Regions from separate parts of the Hordeum vulgare genome. Here region 2 is linked to region 1. Evidence: chromatin contacts called from public Hi-C data. All regions are on one chromosome and are shown on one strand. The core of a region is the stretch at or near the end of the contact, and the rest is flanking DNA. Distances in the headings are between cores, read along the strand shown. Region 1 holds the start of LOC123442676. Region 2 holds the start of LOC123442683 (receptor-like protein kinase FERONIA).

Region 1 (5,332 bases), core at 2,015-4,514:
ATGACAATGATCCAAAACTAAGCAAGCTGCGGTCTCGGTACGGCGACAGCGTCTGCAATGCAGTGAAGGATGCACTGAAAGAGCTCAACGAGTACAGTCCTGACAAGCGGTGCATCATGAATGAGGTCTGGAACTTCCGGGAAGGGCGGAAAGCGACGATGACAGAGGTGATCACCTGCATTTTAGAGCAGCTGGTAGCGGCAGACCCAGGATTGCGAGGACATGAATTCAAGGTTCCCACCCAAAAAATTTCAAATTCAATATAACCAGCTAAGAACAGCTGTTTACCTGTATAACCGGATGACAATAGTTCAATCAACCAACTAAAACAATTGAGACTATCACCAACCGGATCTTTCTTAAGCTTTCTTTGCTACATTTGTTCGGAGAAACGACAAAAATTGGTCTACATTGATTAGTTAGTAGAGCAGATTTTACCCAAAAGCATTGTGAGTGTCCAGTTATTCCATGAAGATGCGAGTCTAGTCAGTAATGTGCAAAGCATGGCTGCTTATAGATTGTTAATGATGTCAGAACTCTAGAGTTACTCATATGTCAAAAAAAACTCTAGAGTTACTTCATCACAAAAGAGGAATTCTAGGGTTACCATGGCAACTTAAACTGCAACCTGGTAAGCTAAACAATGCAGTATCTCTAGCACACAAAGGTTGGAAATATTGGCACCCATATACGCTGCAAATCTACTATAGGTGAAACTTGAAAAAAACAGCATAGCAATACAATCTCCTGGTTCAAATGTAGTTGCACAAATAGGGATACAAGCGGAATGTGTCTGCTTGTCCGCAATCGTCCACAAAGAGAAAAATTAAACTAACACGGTTTTTAAGGTAATGAAGATTAGTGCAAGTTTTGCTTTGCGGACAAGTGGACGCCATCCGCTTGCATCCCTATGCACAAAAGATGAAGCAATCATTCAACATACAACTAGCGGTGTTGTTCACATAACCATGAGGCCTTGACATCTACGTAGATAAGGTGTACACTAACAGTTCACAGGGAAGTTAACTCACCCTCAAAGCGCTGGAAACAACCATGCAGCTGATCTTTACTTGTCAGTTGTCACCGCCACAAATCCAATTACCCGTTGTAGATCAACAAGCCCTGCTGTCGATTCATAAGCACCAGCATCCCTAAAAAAATCACTATCCATGGCAAGTTGTTCCATTTTATAGGATTCGGAACCTAACTCGAGCCTTCTAATATTAAGCATCCTCTCAGAAACATAAGTTCAACTGACTCTAACTTCATCATCCATCTAACTGTGAATTTTTGATAGAAAGCAGAAGCGGCAATCATTGTCAAGACGTGGTATATTGGATTTAGCAGAGTCAGCACTTAACCTCAGGACATGATCTCTTGCATTTGTCAGTTGAACATCCGCAGTAGTAATTTTTCTCACGAGAGACATCTTCTCATCCTCAATTGTGAAAAAGGCCGCTGCCTCGGTACTATTTGCTTCATCATCATCAATCAAAGCTTCTTTGAAAGATTGCAATGCTGTGATAAGGATAGAACAATGTTTTTCTTTGCCCACGGGACTATCATCTGCAACACAGTTTTTATTAACTTTAGCTTATGAACCATCCTGTCAAAAAGAAAATGAAAAATATGAGCGTACATTTATGCAAGGCTATAGATTCTAATGATACACCAACCTTTTATCTTTAACACAAGCAACAAAAGTAAAATGCTCCACAGTAACCATCTCATGGTAGTTGCCAATTTTTATGGAGTCATTTTAGTGTAAAAAAAATTCAAAACACAAATATCAGCAGTGCCCTGTGCTTAATCTGCACAAAACCTCATGGTCAAAAATGGAAATAGAGCAATGGTGATAACAAATCAGCCATGTCATGTATGTGAAACTACGTGTTTGATAGCAGCTTTAACAAGAACACTGTAATCTAGTGCTCTAAGGTAACATAAGATCTACAATCTGGAGACCAAACCGAAGGTAGGAAGAAATTTTACCAGAATCGTCCCGCATAAGCATGGGCTCACCTTGCTGTGTACCAAAGAAGGAGGCCACGGCATGACATAGGGGTGGGCACGATGATGTCTCTGATATTGGCCCTCAAAGAGCAGATGAAGCTCCGTAGTTTCCAGGCAAAATGATAGGAACCACTCTGGAGAATCACTATGGTTCCGGGCAAACTCATGACAGTCAACCGACAGGTACACAAAGCCATCAATGACGGACAAAACTCCTACTTTGGAGTGAACTACCATTGAGGACTTGATGAATTCAACAATGGTGCGCAATGGAAACGGCTTGTCGAACACCCATCTCTCCACACCATCACTATCTTTTCCCCACGACCAAACAAAAAGCATCCCGTCATTGATGCCCGCAGAATTTAAGTGCACGATACAGAGCTTCCCGTCCTTGGTCTGGCCAAGCTCGAATGTAGTAACAAGCATCCTACTCACGGGCGGCGGCACATCCATTCGGTGGAACTGAGATGTCGTCGCATCGAGCGCGAGCATACCGGCTCCCATGGGAAATATCCAGTAGATGAATCCATCGACCACCTTACCAGGGTTAGAGTTTTTGGCATCCTTGGGCACCAGGGCCTTTGTTTCCACCCAAGGGAAAATCTGCCACTCCATGGTGTTGGATGAGAAGACAGCGACGCGCGCCCGCGCCCAATAGCGGTCATGGCGGATGCAGACCACACGCTGCAGCCCCTGTTCCTCCTGGTAGGAGAGGGTGTGGAACTCAAGGAAGCTGCCGTCCCCCAGAATGTGCCTGTCGGGGAAGAGGGACAGGGCCTGCCGTACCGGGCTGTAGCTCGCTCGCTGCTTCCGGTGGGCGATGCGGATCTCGCCGTCCAACATGTAGTCGAACGCCCACCCGGGGTCGTCGTCGTTCTTGAGGCCAAACATGCGGCGGGTCTCGAAGAAATCGGCGCCGCGGAAGGCGTCGGCGAGGTCCGTGTCGGAGGGGCGCCAGGGGGAGGGGTAGACCGGGACCGGATCCATGAACATCTCGAGGAAGAAGGCGAGGAGGGGCGGCGGGCGGAGCTCGCGGAAGCGGCGGCGGAAGGCGGGCGACGAGCGGATGGCGCGGAGGAAGGCGCGGCAGGCGAAGGCGGCGCGGGCGAGGTTGGGGAGGTCGGGGAGGAGGGCGAAGATCTCGCGGAGCAGGTCGTCGCCGAGAGCGCCGATGGTGGTTTCAGCGGCCGGCGGCGGCGGCGGCGATGCTTGGGTGGACATGGCTGATTCCAGTGGCAGTGGGTGTTTGGTGCGAGCTAGCCTAGGGGTTTGGGGATGAGAAGAGAACGACCAGGACTGTGGACCGGCGGGCCCAATCTCAGAAATTCTCGTGAAGAAATGGCGAGCCTTCAGCCCGGATGAGCGATCAGTACTCTACTGTGGGCTAGCACAATTGTTTTAAACTGACCTTCAAACCATTCCCACCATTTCCTATTCTTTTTGTAACCCTTTCTTTTTCATATTTTCTAATCCTCTTGCTGCACATATCTATTTGTTTTATTTAACACTAGGAAAAAGGCCCGTGCGTTGCTACGTGACGAAAAAACATAATCTTTAATGATGATGACCATATTATGTTCACACATCATCGCTTGATTTTAAAATTTTGTGTACAAATGCAAGAAAATGTTTCTTCTTTTAAATCTATTCACAAGTTGAAGCAATCTTTACATTTTCAAAAAAAAAATATCATGGTTGTCAAAAATCTTGGTAACTCAAAGAATTATTCTTAATTTCAATAATTTCTTTTAGAAAACATACAATAATAATCCGATCCATCCAACAGTTAATTCTTCAAAAATCACACGGGTATATTTTCACAAAGACTTAGAAGCATTAATGTTCAACTACATACATTAGATCTTTCATGAATAATTTTACAAATATGAGAACAATTTTAAAATCGAGAACATTTTTTTCAATTTACAAACATTTACTAAAAATCGTGAACAATTTTTATATTTCAAACGGGTTTAAATATTTTCTTTTGAATTGGCGACCAATTCTAGAAAAGACGAACGTAATTTTTGATGTTGGAGGATTTTACTTTAAATTCACAAACATTTTTCAAATGCCTGAAATTTTTCTGAATAAACAAACATTTTATAAGTCAGTAATATATTTATTAAATTCACGGACATTGTTTTGGAATTTGCAAAAAAATAAAAAAAATCCGGCGCCTTTTTTGAATCCACAAACATTTTATGTTTTCGTAAACATTTTAATTCAAAATTCCTATTTTTTAATATGCAAATGCTTTTGTAATTCTAAATTGTTTAAATTAGAAGTAAACAAAAATGGAACGGAAAAATGTAAATAAAAAAAAGAAATTATCAAAACAGGCATTAGCTATTTTTAAAATTTTAGGACATATTTTAAATGCATTAACATATTTTGAATTAGAAAGAATTTTGTTAAATGCTTTCAATAATTTTTAATACATGGAGTTTGATTTGAAATCATGGACTTTTATTATTTTACAAAAACAAATTAAACTTGCAAACAGTTTATTGTATATGCGAGCATTTTTTACAAAAACTCCGAGCAGTTTTTTAAGTCACAAACATTTTATTTTTTTTAATATGTTGATTTAAAAATTTAAGTTTATTAAAATTTTAAAGGTTATTTGAAGTTATAAATTATTTAAAATAGAAAAATAAAATGAAACTGAAGAGAAATAAATAAACGGAACTAAAAAACTGGGCATGTGCATGGGCCGGCCCATACGGTGTGCTGGATATTCTCCCAGGGTGCAGAGCGTAATATAGGAGGTTTTTACATGGCCGGCCCAGTCTAAGATTTTTTGCTTTGTGAAACGCTTTTTATTACTTACGGTGGCATGGTAGGTAATTTATGCAAACTTTAGGGGTAATTTCCATGACGGACGACCAGAAATCCTATTTGCTTTATTATTAGGGAGAGACTAGGAAAAAGGCCCGTGCGTTGCAACATGACGAAAAAACCCTCTCATGTCTCTAGCTTAGTTAATTGATTTTTTTAAATGGCATAATATTGATTAATACATATAAATGATTTCAGTAAACATTAGTAGACACCCTTGATTTTGTGAACATGTTTTTTATCATATAAAAAACATGCCCCGCTGCATGTCGAATACCAATGAATCGGACAATAATTATGTTGATTAAGATTTGACATGGGCCTAAATGAGCAACGGGTAGTAACGATTTTCAATATATTGATTTACATTGTACCCTACATAGTATATAAAAAATATAAAATAACAACATATTCAAACTCTACACATTTTTGTAATCAAATTCGATATATAACATGTTTAAATTGGATTTACGGT
Region 2 (5,332 bases), core at 1,686-4,185, 130 kb before region 1:
TTCCAGTAATGGTGCGAACTTGGAGCTGATGTCCCCATCCCAAGTACGACCAATATCATCATCGCCTTGGCCTGATGCTCCGCAATTTAGGAGGATGAGGCCAGAGGCCATGGAGTTGCTATCAGCCGCCATGGCAATCGACAAGAAAGCTAACAGTGTGAGGAATATGAGGGTAACTGGTAAGGTTGGGAGCACCATTGTGGTGGTTGGTGTACCAGGAGAAATAATTGGGGGCTCCGTTACATCAACTTGCTACAGGAGGGCTGTTGTATGGTAAAAGAACATTGTAATGTTCTTGGAATTTGGGGCAAGAAAATGTCGGGAAAATTGAGGATCTTAGGATCACTGTGCTATTGTTTAGTGAAGAAGGCACACCTAGAAAGCCACAGAACCTGCAATCGCAGCAAAAAGAAGTTGATAATTCAGTAAACTGAATCATGGCAGTTTGAACAAAAGATCATTGATGCAAGGCAGAACATCCACGTGTCTGAGTACGAGATCACCACTAATAATTGCAAGAACTTTAGTAAATTGAAGTTCCTGGCATCACCGGAAGTTGAAACTGTACCAGAAGACAGAAATAGACAAAGGCTGGTCACTCATTTCTTTCCAACAGTAGATCAAATAAGAAGAAAAAAGAGTGCGAGAATTTAACTAAAAAAAGTAGTCAATATATACATCTGACAAGGGTAGATCTAGCATGTACAAACCGAACATTTAAGTAAGAAATCAAATAAAAATTACTACCTCCGTAAGTAAATATAAGACGTTTTTGGAGTTCAAATTCAACTGCAGAAACGTCTTATATTTAGTTGCAGACGTAGTAGTATACATTTGTGGACGAAAAAATCACACCAAGAGGAAAAACATGGAGTAATAACCCGTTTTTTTGACCTGTGGAGCAACAGTCCTGAATGATGATTCCACATCTAGAAAAGAAATTGGTGGACAACTTGCCTTTTATTTTGATGTTTCCCTTAAAAAGTGGTCTATTCTTCTTGCTAGGTTCGAGATCATACTTTTTAAAAGTCTAAAAAAAATCTAAGCAGGAAAACCTGAATTGTTGTCTTTCCAAAACACACAGTATGGTGATTGTGTATGAAAGAACTAAACTCAGGGGAACCCCTTGGCCAAATTTGGGGCGGAAGCTATAGATATCAGAACCCTTCAAAAATTCGAGCCCAGGAATGGATACATAGAGCATATCCAACCGGATCAAGATAAAGGAGCTCGAAAAGAACGAGGAGCAGGATGCATGGTTACCTGAACAGGAAGGCCGAGTTCGTGTGGGAAGAGAAATCAAAGCCATGGGCGAGATGAAGGCCCAAGCAGCAGCAGTTACGGCGCTGTTGGCGGGAAAAAGTGATGAGAGATTCAGCATGCACTCGCCGAGTGCTTTAGTGGACGAAAATATGTGACATGCCACCCCCGGGAGTAATATTGACCGCAAAATAAACAGCACACCAAGCAGCTCAGGGCAAAGGATAGCCACAGAACAAATGTTGAAAGGTCTCATGTTCAAAGCAAAACAAATATCTCACCGTCTTTGATTTTTCACTCCAAAAAAATATACATTTGGCATCGACAAGAATGGTCCACTGATTTTCCGTGTCCATACCACCAGTGGAAGGAATAAATCTATATTATAAAGATATAAATGTATGACATTCATAACGTTATTTAAATTCCGAACATATACCAGAGAGACTCGCCACATCCACAACATGGCATACTAGAAAATCCCGAACTATTCAAACAAAGGCAGGAAAGATTTAAGTAGGGGACTAGTTATTTCAGTGATATTAGTATGGTGCAGACTAATCATGCTATTCTACTCCGGATCATAAAACACTGAACTTAGCATGTATTGTCCACAGGAAAGTTGTAGTTTCACAATAGCATAGGGTTATTTATATTAGTATATAGCAAGTGCAACAATCTGTGACCAGTCAGCCGGTCAATAGAAAAGAAAGCTACTACCAGGATAAGGACCGGACATCGTTTTGTGCTACCATGCCATTGATGAGAGCAGATGGAGGAGTAGAGCCATGTTAATTTCCAGGTTCCAGATTGGCACAAGGGAACAGCTTGGTTGCGATTCAACTTCAAATCGCAGTCGACTTGTCATGTGGACATGCTTCCTAAGTACTTCCTTCGTTCCTAAATATAAAACCTTTTAGAGATTTTACTATGAACTACATACGGAATAAAATAAATGAATCTACACTTTAAATTATATATCTATATACATTCATATATGGTCTCTAGTGGAATCCCTAAAAGATCTTATATTTAGGAACGGAGGGAGTAGAAAACACCAGGACACGGTGTAACTGTGAACTAATTAAACATGGGATTCAAGAGTAATCTTCCATACCTCGGTCGAACAGGCAGGGAATGTGCGAGTCAACTGTGTCGTCGATCGAAAAACCTCGAGGCTGACCACCGCTTCGTCATGATTTGGATTGAAGGGGATGCGGCGCATCTGGACCTGGACTCTGTATCCGTCCTTTGAAGCGGTCAAGTGAGAGTGTGAGGCAGTGGGGGTATCTGTCCCTTGCTTGGACCATCGCCGTCCATCCGCGCCCGCTCGTCGAACCCGCTGGCACTGGCACCGGCACCAACCGCCGCTTCCGGCCATCCGCGGCCGGTGTTGGCAGCAGGGCGCCGCCATCCCTTCAAACACCCCGCACCACCGCATCTTCTCCGACGCAGGCGAGGCCCCCGCACCCCCAACCCTAACCTACTCATGTCGTCTCCGTCTCCGGCGGCTCGTCGACCGCCTGGTCTTTGCCGGAGACAGCCGCGTCGTGCTCCGGCCGGCTAGGCCGATTAGCACCCGCTCCGCTGGCTTATTGGGCCGGGCCCATTGAAGCGGGTGTGGTTTGCCGCTCAACACGAGGTTGACGGCCTAGTCGTCGAAATCATCACTTTTACGTCCAAATTTTGAATTATTTTCATAGTTGATATTTGAAACTAGATTTCATGTTAATGAATTTTGATGATATTTTCTTTCAAAAAATAACCAAAAGTGTTGCTTGTTGAGAAAAGGAAAAAAAAATCTTTTTCACCAAAACCTTGGAAAACCAAGCAAAAAAAAACATATTAAACACGAAAATGCATGTAGAAAAAAGACAAAAATCTAAGTGTTCTCTAGAACACGACACGTGGCACACGAAGGGGTAACCATCAGCAGTTGTTCCCCCTAATCGTCGGCAGCAAACCCTAAAGAAAAAAGGTCGCCCCTCTTATTGGCGGGAAGAAAAGACTACAATACCCTTTGGGCCGACCAATCAGATCCGAGACAGGAGCTGTGTGGAATTGTACTGTAGCAAAGACATTCTTGATGATGTGAAATAATTTGTTGCAACTAGGGCTGCAAGAAAAGCTCGAGGCTCGTGAGTCGCTCGAGATCGACTCGTCTTTTGGCTCGACTCGAGATCACCTCGAAAAGAAACGAGTTGAGTATGAACACTATGTGCAGTTCGGTCGAGAAACGAGCCAATCTTGAGGCAATACTAGCTCGCTCGATGTTAGCTCGATAGCTCGGTTTAAGATCATTATGTTATATATTAAATGGAAATAGAATAATTTATTACCATACATGTTGTTCACGATTTTCTCCATTTTATCTACTAGCAAACACGGAAGTTTAACTAAGTATAGAGAAAATTTAGGCCTTATTACGGTACATGGTCGGGTGTTTGTTAATGTCTCGTTGCTTTTGGCCAGAATTCCCAAGCATATGCTCCTTGATTTTCCTATCTTTCTTTCATGAAGACCATCATCTGCTGCAAGATGAGCTCTTGGAAGAATGACGTGATGGTTGTACAATCAATCGAAGTAAGCCTTTTTTCATTTTCACATTGAATGATATCTGAATATGTCTGCGGTTCTTTCTCAAGATAGAATTTATGGTTACACTATTCACGTGTAAAATACTTTTGGAAAGGGTACACGTGATTTGGTGTATTGTAAGCCGAAGTGAACATTTTTTTATGGTCTCATTTAGCTCGAAAGTAACTCAAGATCGACTCAAGATCGTTACAAGCTGTGCACGAGTCATGGTTTACGGCTTGACCTTGAGCTTCATTCAGTTTGAGCTCGCTCAAATTCGACTCGTTTGCAGCCCTAGTTGCAACATGTGGTGGTGTTACGGAGCGAGGGTGCCTAAATCTCGTAATATTGGTCTCTTGCATCTCCTTCGACCTAATTACTACCCCGGATACCCTAGGTATCGGCTGGAATCAACTCCAACATCCTGTTTTTTGATTAAATTATTTTTAATCCTTTTATTTAAATTTGTAACCGTAGGTAGCATGTTAGATCATTCCTGGGTAGCTAACAGTTTAATTTAGTACTCGACGAATAATGTAGGATGTCTTACGTTATGAGACAGAGGAATTTAAACTTTTGTCCGAGCAGGACTCCGGTCGTTTTAGCCTCGCGAGAGAAGCTCCCATGCTCTGTTTTCCCCTCCCTATCTGCTTCTTCGTCTTTGGCGGCGGCTGGACCTATCTCCTCCCCCTTTATTTCTTGGTGTCGGTGTGGGCTCCCTTTGAACCGAGGAACGACGAGTCTGTGAGTGGCGGCGGGAAGCAGCAAGCAGCAACGGCAGAGCTTGTGCTGCTCCTCTCTTACTCTCTCTCGATCTCCCCTGTGTGTGTGCATTTAGAGCATCTCCAACAGCATCGCAAAAAGGCGTGCGCGCGGTAAACGGACATTTTAGCGCGCTCCAGCGGCGGCAGGAAAAACGCGCGCGTGGGAACAGCTTGCGCGCGCGCGCGAAAAGGCGGCAGCTCGCGCGTCATCTTTGCCGCGCCGCTTCCCGCGCGCCTATAAAACGCAGCGCTCTCCACCGCTCCCTCGCGCGCCGCCACCGCTCTCTCTTCCTCTCCCTCGCGCGCCGCCACCGCTCTCTCTTCCTCTACCTCGCGCGCCGCCACCGCCCCAGCGCCACCGCCCCCGCCGCGCCACTATGCCGCCGCGCCGACGTTTTGCGTCGGGCTACCGCGGCATCCGCCAGCGCCCCAACGGCGGGTTCTACGTCGAGATACGCTCCGGCGATCTCCGGCTCAGCCTCGGCACGTACGACACGGCGCACGAGGCCGCCCGCGCGTTTGACGCGGCGGCGTGGCGCCTAGGCAGACCGCGCCGCCAGATGAACTTCCAGGACGTCCACACGCTCCACCAGGCGCTGGATGGTGGTGATGATTGGAGCGACTGGGATTAAAAGTTTTTATGTTTTCGAACTATCTATCTACTTGCACCGAACTATCTATCTATATTTTCGAACTATCTATCTAGTTGCAATCTTTGTAAAATAACTTTG

The links. Hi-C and Micro-C count contacts between places; a contact is called where the count stands out from the background.
Region 2: a contact with region 1 is called in a Hi-C map of seedling, with 2.7 times the contacts expected there. The contact joins the promoter of LOC123442683 here to the promoter of LOC123442676 in region 1. A contact is called at or near these places in 1 of 6 Hi-C or Micro-C datasets (seedling) and 1 of 1 datasets of contacts at active chromatin or transcription factors (embryo).

The regions. Positions count from the first base shown.
Region 1 is chr3H:22,690,737-22,696,068 of MorexV3_pseudomolecules_assembly, reverse strand. LOC123442676 reads right to left here and starts at 3,264. Exons shown (of 2, transcript XM_045118782.1): 1 at 2,023-3,264; 2 at 934-1,606. The coding sequence starts at 3,237. The coding sequence ends at 1,595. It overlaps LOC123442677 (factor of DNA methylation 1-like), which reads left to right. Exons shown (of 2, transcript XM_045118783.1): 2 at 1-826. The coding sequence ends at 266.
Region 2 is chr3H:22,818,821-22,824,152 of MorexV3_pseudomolecules_assembly, reverse strand. LOC123442683 (receptor-like protein kinase FERONIA) reads right to left here and starts at 2,935. Exons shown (of 5, transcript XM_045118793.1): 1 at 2,378-2,935; 2 at 1,264-2,160; 3 at 504-562; 4 at 1-392. The coding sequence starts at 198.